Linked DNA regions of Mus musculus: regions 1 and 2 are each linked to region 3. The links are chromatin contacts, called in public promoter capture Hi-C maps. All regions are on one chromosome and are shown on one strand. The core of a region is the stretch at or near the end of the contact, and the rest is flanking DNA. Distances in the headings are between cores, read along the strand shown. Region 1 holds the start of Chpf (chondroitin polymerizing factor). Region 2 holds the start of Dnpep (aspartyl aminopeptidase). Region 3 holds the start of Rpl37a (ribosomal protein L37a).

Evidence for each region. Capture Hi-C pulls out chosen DNA fragments and counts their contacts.
Region 1: a contact with region 3 is called in a promoter capture Hi-C map of adipose tissue, with 4 times the contacts expected there. The contact joins the promoter of Chpf here to the promoter of Rpl37a in region 3. A contact is called at or near these places in 2 of 39 promoter capture datasets (liver and pre-B cells), 2 of 484 Hi-C or Micro-C datasets (natural killer cells and regulatory T cells), 1 of 115 datasets of contacts at active chromatin or transcription factors (thymic regulatory T cells) and 2 of 9 other capture datasets (adipose tissue and liver).
Region 2: a promoter capture Hi-C map of liver shows a contact between it and region 3, with 4 times the contacts expected there. The contact joins the promoter of Dnpep here to the promoter of Rpl37a in region 3. A contact is called at or near these places in 2 of 39 promoter capture datasets (liver and pre-B cells), 3 of 484 Hi-C or Micro-C datasets (CD4 T cells and CD8 T cells) and 1 of 9 other capture datasets (liver).

What each region holds. Positions count from the first base shown.
Region 1 is chr1:75,477,711-75,481,461 of GRCm38.p6, forward strand. Chpf (chondroitin polymerizing factor) reads right to left here and starts at 1,761. Exons shown (of 4, transcript NM_001001566.3): 1 at 1,082-1,761; 2 at 1-108. The coding sequence starts at 1,395. It overlaps Tmem198 (transmembrane protein 198), which reads left to right and starts at 1,822. Exons shown (of 5, transcript NM_177056.4): 1 at 1,822-2,175; 2 at 2,483-2,687. The coding sequence starts at 2,522.
Region 2 is chr1:75,315,748-75,319,190 of GRCm38.p6, forward strand. Dnpep (aspartyl aminopeptidase) reads right to left here and starts at 1,270. Exons shown (of 15, transcript NM_016878.4): 1 at 1,144-1,270; 2 at 963-1,056; 3 at 794-882; 4 at 583-696; 5 at 198-323; 6 at 1-2. The coding sequence starts at 1,056.
Region 3 is chr1:72,709,200-72,713,068 of GRCm38.p6, forward strand. Rpl37a (ribosomal protein L37a) reads left to right here and starts at 2,061. Exons shown (of 4, transcript NM_009084.4): 1 at 2,061-2,124; 2 at 2,473-2,601; 3 at 2,943-3,025. The coding sequence starts at 2,122.

The sequences.
Region 1 (3,751 bases), core at 511-3,010, 2.8 Mb after region 3:
AGAGTTCGGTTTACAGCCACACCCAGTGTAGGCAACGTGGCTTGTGAGGTCAGCACTGCCACCAGAAGCTTCTGCCTGATGCCCAGCTCCGTGCTGATATACCGAGTTCTGGGAAAAGACAGTTAGGAACAAGATAGCACACAGCTTCACTTGTTAGTTCTCCTCTGGACCTGTTTGGCACCCACGAACGGGAGGATAAGACTGTCTCTCCCACGAGACATGATTTAAGTGATATACTGGTCTCACAGAAAGTGTTGCATCTAGGAGACAGCACTTCCAAGGCAGATGCAGGTAAGAGATACACTAGATCTACTTCCAGATTTCACAACCTAGTGGCTGTGTCCCTGAACATGTTACTTAATCGGTGCCATCTGTAAAATGGGACAGATTGCACTTAAACAGTAACATGCTTGGCACACTGTTGCAGATGCTCCCTGCAACATGAATATGCTGTCAGCCCCGCCCCCCCAATATGTCCTATAAATGATGTGTAGAAGCATACGGCATAGTGGTGTAGAGAATGTCTTTTGGAGAGGGGCAAACTAAGGCAGTGACTCACCTTCCTAAGGTAGAAGGTAAGTTGTACAACTGGAATTCACTGTTACTTAGAAGAAATTACTTCAATGCGTGGGCAGAGACATCAATGTGATGAGTACATTCCTCCCTCTCCCATCTCATCCCAAGGTGGCCCTTGAAACCCATCTAGGAATGAAATACAGGTAAATTCCAGTTCCCTCCTTTTTCTTTCCCCCTCTTTATACACTTATCCTCTTTAACACTCATTTTTCTAATCCTAAACAGACCAGTGGGGGGCTAAGAGGGTCTTTGGAGTATAATTGGGTGGAGTCGGTTTAGCTCAGCTCAGATCCGGACGGGATCCAGAAAAAGCTTCAAACTGGCCCTCTGTCTCCCTGCAAGCAGGGTCATAGGAAGTAATCGAGGCCCAAGGACTTCCTGGCCGGCCGGCCCCTTCCTTCCGGAGCCTGACCCGGCCTCTGGCGGCCTCCCTAGCGCGCGCATCCTGGCTGGTGCCTGCGGGGGGGGGGGGGGGGGTGTTAGGGCGGACGGAGTGGATCAGTACCTGACGGCCTTCTTGGTGGCCTGGCCTGGCTGCGCGGGATGGTAGGGCAAGACACGAGGCTCCCAGCTCTCACCGGTGCCTGCGCCGGCCCCGGGCCTCTCGCGCTCGGATCCGGGCTGCACCGAGTTGGGCCGGCGCGCCGCGTTGGTGTTGCCGCGCGGCGGCAGCTCAGAGTCTCCGGGTTGGGGCGGCCCGGGTCCGCAAGGCTCCTCCACCCAGGTGACGCTGAGCAGGCTCAGGGTGAAGCCCAGAGAGATGCCCACGGCCACGGGCCCCGCGGGCCGCAGCACGGACAGCAGCAGCGACGCCCGCATGGCGTCCCGACAGCGGGTCCCCGGCCCCCGCGTAGCCCGAGGCGGCTCCGAGGGGGCGGGACCGAAGAGGGGGCGGATCCGGAGGGCCCAGGCCCAGCAGGCGGGCCCGCTCCCTCCCCGCCGAGCAGAGGTAGGAGCTCAAGCCCGGAATCCCCGGGCGGGTCGGCCGCCCTTAGAGCAGCACTGCGCGCCCGGGCCTCCAAGGCGGCCGCTGTCCGACGTGTCACCGACAGGGCCCCGCCCCCGAGGTGGGGTCTAGCCGTCAGCTAGCGGAGAGGGACGAAGGGGAGGAGGTTAAAGGGGAAGGACCCCCGGAAGTGCCCCCTCCTCAGCGCCGGAGAGGCAGACGCCGGGGGCGGAGTCCCCTGTCTCCCCCCTGCGTGGTTGGTGCGTCCCGGATGACGTCAGAAGCAGCCCGCCCCTGCCAGGATGGTGCACCCTGAGTGACGTCAGGAGCAGAGGCCGGAGCTGTCCATCAGCACCAAAGGCCGCCAGCGGGCTCAGGGCATGGGGCCGCGGCTCCGGGACAGCCCGAGCTCCTGCTCCTTTCCCTTCCCCGAGCCGGGCGCGAGTCTGTGGAGCTGCAGTGCCAGCCGGTGTCGGAGGTGGGGCGACGACGCCGTCGCACAGAGACCCGTCTCTCCGGCCCAGCAGCCCCCTTCGCACGGCAGACTTTGCCCGGACCCCAGTCAGTCAGAGCCTCTGGTGTCCTACAACCCCGGCTCCTCCGGCCCCTGCACACCCTCCTTTGCTCGGAAGCTCCGGTCACCTCCGGCCCAGGTAGATCTTGGACAATTCCAAATTGAGCCTCCCACAGATGGTGCTCAGGCTGCCTCTTTTTGCCAGCGGCACCCTCCCTCTCCTCGTCTAGCCCCATCTAGTCCCTCTTTTAAGTCCATCCCAGCCGCCTCTAGCCAGGCACTTGTTTCCCTTTGTCTCTGCTCCCCGTTCCAGAGATGCTTCTAGAGCTGCCTGATGTGGGCAACCATTCCTTTGTCCACTGTGCCCTTGCTGAATTCCCCCACTCGCACTGTTATTGTAGTGGAGACCCACAACTGACTCTTGACCCCAATTTCCTCCCTGTCAGGTTGTCCTGGGAGGGTGACCCCCTTCCATTCCCGGCGCTATGCCGGGTACTATGGAAACTCTGCGGTTTCAGCTGCTGCCCCCGGAGCCGGATGACACCTTCTGGGGTGCACCTTGTGAACAGCCTCTGGAGCGCAGGTATCAGGCACTGCCGGCCCTCGTCTGCATCATGTGCTGTTTGTTTGGAGTCGTCTACTGCTTCTTTGGTGAGATCCCCCTCGTTCCTCACCTGTGGCCTTCTACTGTTTCCCTAAAGTTCCTTTTTCTGGTGTCTCGAGAATCATTTCCACCCCATCCCACCCCCACCCCCACCCCACCCTCATGGCGGTATCATTCTCTTGCTGATCACAAGTATATTTGTAGATCATTGACTCTAGATTCTACAGAGAGCAGGTTTTGAATTAGGCTCTTTGAGTTTGAACCGGGCTCTGTATGTTAGTCACTGTGATGTAATGGGCATGTTAACCTGGGTCTCAGCTTTTTCACTTGGACAAAGACAACAGTGTTTGTCTCATATAGACAAGAATTAGTAGGTGGTCAAAGAATAATGACTATCGTAGCGAAGATATGTTTGGATCACTTAGGATAAGCAGACTAAAATAAAATAATAAAAACTCTTAGCATGGTTCCTTACCACAGGGCATATTGCATGGTGGGGGCGAGACCTGGAATATTCACACTTGTGATACATATCAGAGTGGGCTGGATGGTAGTCATACAAATGGAGATCGCCTACAAGGCAGATTCCCATAAGAATGGTTACTGTGAAGAGTTGTATGGGGGAGGGCGTGGTATGCCTGTAATCCCAGCATCCAGGAAGCCAAAGCAAGGGAAGGGAGGCTCAAGGCCAGCATGGATTACATAGTTCAGTGAGGTTGGGTGGGTGAGCACTAACTGCCGCTCAGTCGAACAGGTGTGTGGGGGTCCATTTGACAACTCTCAAGGTCTTGGACCAAGGCTGGCTTCTCTACAAAACAGTATGCCTTTTTCTCATTTTCACAAAGGTGACCTATGGGCTAGTGTCAGCTTTGAGTAAATAAACGCCCAGTGGATTCTTCAGGAAGTTACAGAACTTCACAGTGGAGAGAGCCTTCTATGAGTAGGGACCCAAAGGCAGCCTTCAAGATTATATGTATCAGAACCAGTTTGGGCAGAGAGGCTGGGGTGGTTTGCCAGAAGTGTGTTAGAATAGTTGGGAATATAGGGTGTGGAATATGGGATCAGATGGTCTTTCTCTTACATTTTGCAGAGTGGGCAGGGAAAATGTCCC
Region 2 (3,443 bases), core at 20-2,519, 2.6 Mb after region 3:
CACTGTGGCCAACCGGCCAGGTCAGAACTGGGCACCTCCCAAATCCAGCTGATAAAATCCCTTACTAAACCCAGAATAATCATGTCCCCTCTTCCCCACGAGGACTCTTCACTGGTACACTTAAGAAATGGGAAGACATTCAAGCTTCAGGCTGCCGGAAGTGAGAGCCTCCCCAGTTCCTAGCCCCTCGATACCACCTTGATAATGACGCGTCCAGCCAAGGTCAGGTCCCGGTCGAACCATGTGCTCCAGATCCCACCGCCGTAGGTCTCAACACCGACCTGGTGGTAGCCCACCTGGCTTCGGCGCGATTTGCGTTTCACCTGAGCGTAAGAATGAGAAAAAAGGGAATGTCTGAAAGACAACATCTGGAAGGGAGACTCAGGCAGTAAGTTATACAGAGCAGATAGCACATCAGTTGACAGCTGAAAGTGTATGTGGGGAACATGAGAGCATGGGGCGGGTCTACCTTCTTCCCGGGACCTTGGGATAGGGCCTTGCAAACTCTACCTCCAGGATCTCTTCTTCCCAACCGCCCCCCCCCACACCTCCCTTCAGTCCAAACAAGTCCTAACTTCTTACCCTGAGACAGGGACTGTCCGTGTGGGCCCCAATGAGGCTGAAGCCATTGCCAGGAACATACTGGCCCCCCACAGCAAAAGCAATGATGGAGGAGGAGTTTCTGGTTAAGAAGTACTGGGGGAGAGAGTTGAAAGACAGGGGCGTGAGTTGCTTTATGATCCGGGACACAGGCCTTTGCAATAGTGTCTGCCCCCACGCTATCCCTTAGTACCTTGTTTTCTGGTACGATATCCCAGCCCTCTGTTTCCTTGAGTTCACGGAAGCCAGCCTGGAGGAGGCGGCTGCGGCACTCAGCCACGACTGTAGGAAAAGGGCTCTCTCAGCGATGGAAGTTGGTCAAGTCACTCCCACTCCTAGCCTCCCTAACCCTGGTCACCTACCGTGGAAAGGAGAGGGACTCCGGTTCACGAACTTCAGGAGCTCTCGGGCTGTGGCCTGGATGGCCTCTTTCCGAGCCCTGCCGTTCATAGCCATCTACAGGGAGAAGTGGAGAGTTCAGGTGGCTGCCGGGTCTAGGATCCCTCTTTCAGCCCCCTAGAAATGAGAGCCCCAAGGCTCAACCTCTGCTTCCGAGGACTTCACTGGCGACAGATGTGGATTCCTAGCTCGATCGCTCTCGGCTCAAAGGTTCAGTCCCAGGGCAAGAGGACCTCCACCCAGTTTTGTCCCTGGAGTACAGGATCGGAAAGGCCCGCCCCCTAATCAGATAATCCACGCCCCGCCCAGCTAGGAAATCCCGCCTCCAAGAGGACCTCAAAGCTGGAAAGGCCACTAGCCGGCGCGCCACCGTGTCCGGAATCAAAGCACCACTACACCTGTCCCTTAGCCCCGTCAGTCACTAGACAGCCCTTCCGGCTCCGGGAAGGTCAGGCCACCTCGGAGGGTTTCAGTTTTACTTTGAAACCGGAGTACGCCCGTGTCAGCGCCGCCTTAAGCTTAGCTCCGAAAGGGCGCGCGGCCTGCCACCGAGCCGAAGTGGAGGCGGGACCGGCAACAGCAACACACCTGCATAGCCCCACCGCACTCCGCTCCAGGAGCCGGACTCCGGCCCGCCCCTGACGCTCCGCTCCTCCCTCCCGGATCAGGCCTCGCCTTCGCCGAGCTGTGGGCTCCGCCTCTCGTCAGGCCGCACCGGGACTCCGCCTCTACCAGGCCTCGCCCCGCCCCCGCTGCTCCGCGAGCTCCGCCCCTGTCAGGCCTCGGTCGGGTTCCGCCCCCTCCCGCTACTCGCTCAGCTCCCGTCAGGCCTGGTTCCAAACACGCTGACTGCTCTGTGCCAGTCAGGCCGCGTCCCGCCCTCACTACTCCGAGAGCTCCGCCCCTGTCAGGACGCGTTCCGGTTCCGCTCCCGCCTCACCGACCCGCCTTCCTCCAATCAGGCTGCGTTCTAACCACGTGGACTAGTCAGCTCCAGTCACACCGCGCCCCGCCCCACTGTTCCACTAGCTTTGCCCCGTTAGGAGCCACGTCTCATGACCCGCCCTCATTGCGCCACTAGCTCCGCCCCGTCACGCCTACTCTCCAGACCTTGTCTCCGCTGTCCGGGCTTCCTTGGCAGGCCCCGCCCCTGATGCCTCTCTCGCCCCGCCTCCATCAAGTCGAGTCCTCCAGGCGTTGACCCCCCCCCCTCCGCCCTTTCCTTTGTCAGCGGCCTCGAAGCCGCTGCGAGGCGTTCCGCTCCTGGAGCACCCTCAGGCAGGACGGCCCACCGCGGCGGCGGCAGCGCGCTCTAGCGCCCCGGTGGTGTTAGCACAGCCGCTGACTTCCATGAGTTTATGTTATGATAAACGTTATCGTATGTAATTCTCACAATTTTACTGTCAGCATTTTGTAGACAACGGAATTATGAGAGTAATCTGTCTCTAGTTACAAATGGATGGCACAGCTGGGCTTATGACTCCATAAATTAGTGTGCAGAGCCTAGAACAACTGCAAGAGACTTTCGTAGGCTTTTTTCTATCCTCTTTGGTTAAATGTTATGCTACTTAGTAGGTCTCAGAGGAACACAGAAGTCAGTGACCTTTTCAACACAGCTGTTTGGGTGGCCCTGAGGTTTGATTCTGATACTCATGATTTTTTTTTTCTTTCAGACAGGATTTCAGTTTTGTTCAGGCTTTTCCAGAGCTCACTATGTAGCCCAGGCTGGCCTCAAATCCATGGCAATCCTGCCTCAGTCTTGCAATTGTTGGAGATACAGGCATGAGCCGCCCCTACTGGCTCTTTCTACTCCTTAAAGCAGTTGAGGGGGGCAATTCCAATATTATGTTTCCATGTCAAGAATGTTGAATAGCAATCTTAAAACTCATCCATACATCGATGGATCAGGACTCTTGTGGCTTTGAGGTTCAAAACAGAGTCGACCTACCATGAGTGTAAAAATAGTCTTTCCAGGGATCACAGGTCTCTGGGGTGGGGGTGGGGGGCATCTGTTGCTTTTATACTTGGGATGGAAATGAACAGGGATAGATTCTGGAAAGGTCCTGCCACCCTCACTTCAAAGGGGGCAGTTTCAAGATCCGTTCAGTGGGTGACAGACTACATCTGTGTAGCTTCTTAATCATCCTTTAGATATCATTGTATCCCTACTCATTTGTACAGTTAATTAATTACTCATTAATAATTATGTAAGTCGCATTATGTATGAAGCTGAGTGCTAAGTGGACCATGGGAAGGATGTTCTCATCTGTTCTCTAAGGTCTGGTTACGTGGGGGAGGGGCTACATTCTAAGCTACTGATAGCTAAAACAGGGTATGGTTCTCCATATGAGTGGGTTCTGCATCGTTGAATCCAACTAAGTATTTGGGGTCCTGTGTATTAACTAAGCAGAAAGTACAGACATATTTTAAAAGTAGTATTTATG
Region 3 (3,869 bases), core at 811-3,310:
AAAAGCAAGTTAAATCCAGTAACTCCCTTAGGCTGTCTTGAACCCCTTAACTATACTCTGTAGAAACCTTTTTTTGTTTGTTTGTTTTTACAAGTTAAAAAACAAAAATAATACAGTGTAGGGTTTTTCAGTCTTGGCACAGACCAGGTGTGATGTCTGAGTACATGTGTGTATGTATGTGTGTGTGTAGTTGTCTATGCATAAATCATTGTCCTCTTCCTCACTAGAGGATAACGCCACCCTTATCAAATGTCTGCAGATATTGCTGTGTCCTGGGAAGGAGAGGGTAAACAAGATCTCCATGGCTGAGAACCATTTATGAAGTATATAGCAACTGGCATGTTTTTAATAAGCTAGCAAAGAGAGAATATGCTACAATATGCTAGAAACTGGAGTATAACACACATAATGGCATATACTGTTTTATGGGATTCTTGATTTTACTAGATTTGTATGAAGTGGGTCGCTGTGTAAGATGTCTTTCTTACAATGAATTAGAGTCAAAAAGACTAAAAGTCACTAAAAAGAGCAATGTAACCATCCTGGGCCTGTATTTAGCTACTCAAAAAGCTGGCATGGCAAGATAAAGGACTACCTGAATTGTAAAGGGAGTTCAAAGTTGGACAACTTAATGAGACCTTGTATCAGAATAAAAAATAAGAAAAGGCTGGGTATACAGTTCAATTATAGTAACTTGGGTAGTATGTATGAAGCCCTAGGTTCAATCCCAATACAAATAAACACATAAATAAATAAACACAATCTCAAATTATGGTAGACTCATAAATGCTAGCCCCAAATTACATGTTCCAAGAGGAAAACAAAACAAATAGAGGAAAAATTAAATAAATAATGTACAAAAATACTTAAGAATTAAGAGTTTCACAAACTTTCACATTACAAAGAGAATCAGTTCTTTTTTTAAAAAAAAAAAAAAGACAAATCTTTCCGAATATTTATTTATTTTCTATGTATAGATATTTTTCTTGTACACATATCTGTGGACCACGTGAGGTCACAAGGAGTCTCCTAAAAGTAGAGTTACACGCACTTTTGAGCCACCATGTGGGTGGAAAGCAGAGTCAATGAGCCCTCTTTCTAGCCCCAAGACAGACTTCTTTAAAATCAAACACTAACATCATTTCCCACTGGAAATCTTAAAGTTTAAGAAAATCTTAGGAGAGAGAAGTGTTTAAAAATTTCAGAGCCAGGCGTGGTGGCACACGCCTTTAATCCCAGCACTTGGGAGGCAGAGGCAGGCGGATTTCTGAGTTCGAGGCCAGCCTGGTCTACAGAGTGAGTTCCAGGACAGCCAGGGCTACACAGAGAAACCCTGTCTCCAAACCTCCCTCCCCTCCCCCCCAAAAAAAGAAAGAAAGAGAACCACCACTTTAGGGTCTTGGGTTCAAGTAGCCTCTATTCCTTACATTATCCCCAGAACTCTGATCAGCAACATTTCGTAACTCTTTTTTTTTTTTTTTTTAGATTTATTTATTTATTATATGTAAGTACACTGCAGCTGTCTTCAGACACTCCAGAAGAGGGCATCAGATCTCATTATGGATGGTTGTGAGCCACCATGTGGTTGCTGGGATTTGAACTCAGGACCTTCAGAAGAGCAGTCTGCGCTCTTAATCGCTGAGCCATCTCTCCAGCCCATTTCGTAACTCTTAATCGTGACGAATATGACTGTCTCCCAGCCGAACTGTAACTCGGCCTGGGAGCGGATCCTAGGCGTTTACTATGGCCAGCATCTAGCACCCGGCCTGGCGATTTTCCGAAGTATAATATAGTGGGAAGGCAATGCGCCTCAGTCACAAACGTCGCGCTTTAAACACTTAAAGGCAAGCCACCTAAAACCCGTCTCTTCGCGAGCAGAACGCAAGAAATCGCATCTGCTCTGCAGAACTTTGGTTATGTGTAAGCTAAGAAGGATGTGCTTCCAGCTCGTGAACCACTTCTGCGCATCTATGCATTTCTCAGTGGAGACAGCGAATAAACCGCCAGAACACCGAGTTCACTTCCGAGAGAGGAGGTCGCGTCACTTCCGCTCGCCGGTCTAAAACCGCGCATGCGCATTGCGTCCCTTCCTCTTCGGACTTGGGCTTGGGTTCCGGCGACATGGTGAGTGTCTTCGTAACCGCTTTGGAAGTCGCTATCCATCGTCATCTGCCTTAGTCTCCGGCGTCCCGCTCTCAGCCCACCTCGGGTAGTCTGTGCTGTCCCTGTCCTGTCTGCTGTCGGGCTTCTCCCGGCGTCTGGAGCCCCGTACGCGGCCGGAGGCGGCTCGGCGGGGCTTGGCCCAGCGCGGTAGTTAATGCACAATCTGGAGCCTTTTGGCGCTCTGTGGGCGCCTTCCTTGATGGTTGAGCTTGAGGGAAAACAGGATTCAGCCGAGTTTGTGCTCAGCGGCGCGTTGGCGTGCACCGACTGGCTCAATGTCTCTGCTCCGTTCCTTTCCTCTGTCAACAGGCTAAACGCACCAAGAAGGTCGGCATCGTCGGCAAGTACGGGACCCGCTATGGTGCCTCCCTCCGGAAAATGGTGAAGAAAATTGAAATCAGCCAGCACGCCAAGTACACTTGCTCCTTCTGTGGCAAGGCAAGTCGGCCTCGGGTTAGGGAGGAGGGTGCCATTGCTCCCGAGCTAAGGCGGTTTGGGCTCGCTTTTTGCGGAGCATTCGTTGTTTACTTGCAACTAGTGAGGAACTTAAGGGTGAATGGTTTGGAGAGGAAAAAGTCCGATCTTGGGAAATTGATAGCGATGTCAGCGCATCTGTACCAACCCCAAAGAGGTCTGTTTAGCCTGTAAATAATACTCTGCTTGGGTTACTAGAATTTAACTGCTAATGGATAAGCTGGCTTTTCCATAGTTTACTCTCTGGAAGTCTCAGGGATTTTTTTTTTATATATATTTCATAACAAGATCTTAACTACTTACAGACCAAGATGAAGAGACGAGCCGTCGGCATCTGGCACTGTGGTTCCTGCATGAAAACAGTGGCCGGTGGGGCCTGGACCTACAAGTGAGTGTTTTCTCCTGTGGTATAGGAAAGGCTATGGACTGCACAGCCCGTGTTCCAGGTCTGGTGCATATCGGATTTGTTTTAGTTTAAAGCAAATCATGAGTTTGGGTTTAAAAGTTAATAGTTTTTGGTCAGGGCTATACAGTGAAACCCTGTCTCAAAAACAAAGTTATGGTTATAGATAAAAGCTCAGAGCCGGGCGTGGTGGCGCACGCCTTTAATCCCAGCACTCGGGAGGTAGAGGTAGGCGGATTTCTGAGTTCGAGCCCAGCCTGGTCTACAAAGTGAGTTCCAGGACAGCCAGGGCTACACAGAGAAACCCTGTCTCGGGGGAAAAAAAAAAAAAGAAGAAGTTCAGACTTTGATTCTCATATTCCTTTTGAATTGTACAGTCACCATGCTCTTTGGAAAATTACAGTTGATCTAAGTCCATTGGTGTTTGTGCTGGACTTGACTTAACACTACAAGTTATTTCTATAAAATGGTTTGAGGTTAATTGACTCGGGATTGTATAGAACATTGGAGGCTGTTTGGGCATATTTAGTGCTATGACCTTGACAGAGCCAGATGTTGTTGAAATGAAGCCTCCTGTCATTGTTTGCTTTGTTCTTAAGAGCTTTAGCATCTCAAACCAACAGCTGCCCCTCCACCCCTGAGTTTGCTGGCCAGAAGTCTGGTATCCAAGTGGTGTGGTGTTTTTATACTTCCAGCATGGCCCTCTGAGTGTGGCTAGTTGCTGAGGAGGTGAACATGTGGGTTGCAGTTTTTCTTGACGCCTTGGTATTGAAAAAACAGTCTGAGTGTGTTTAAGAGCAGCTTGAGTGCACAAGGAGTAGTGGTAGCA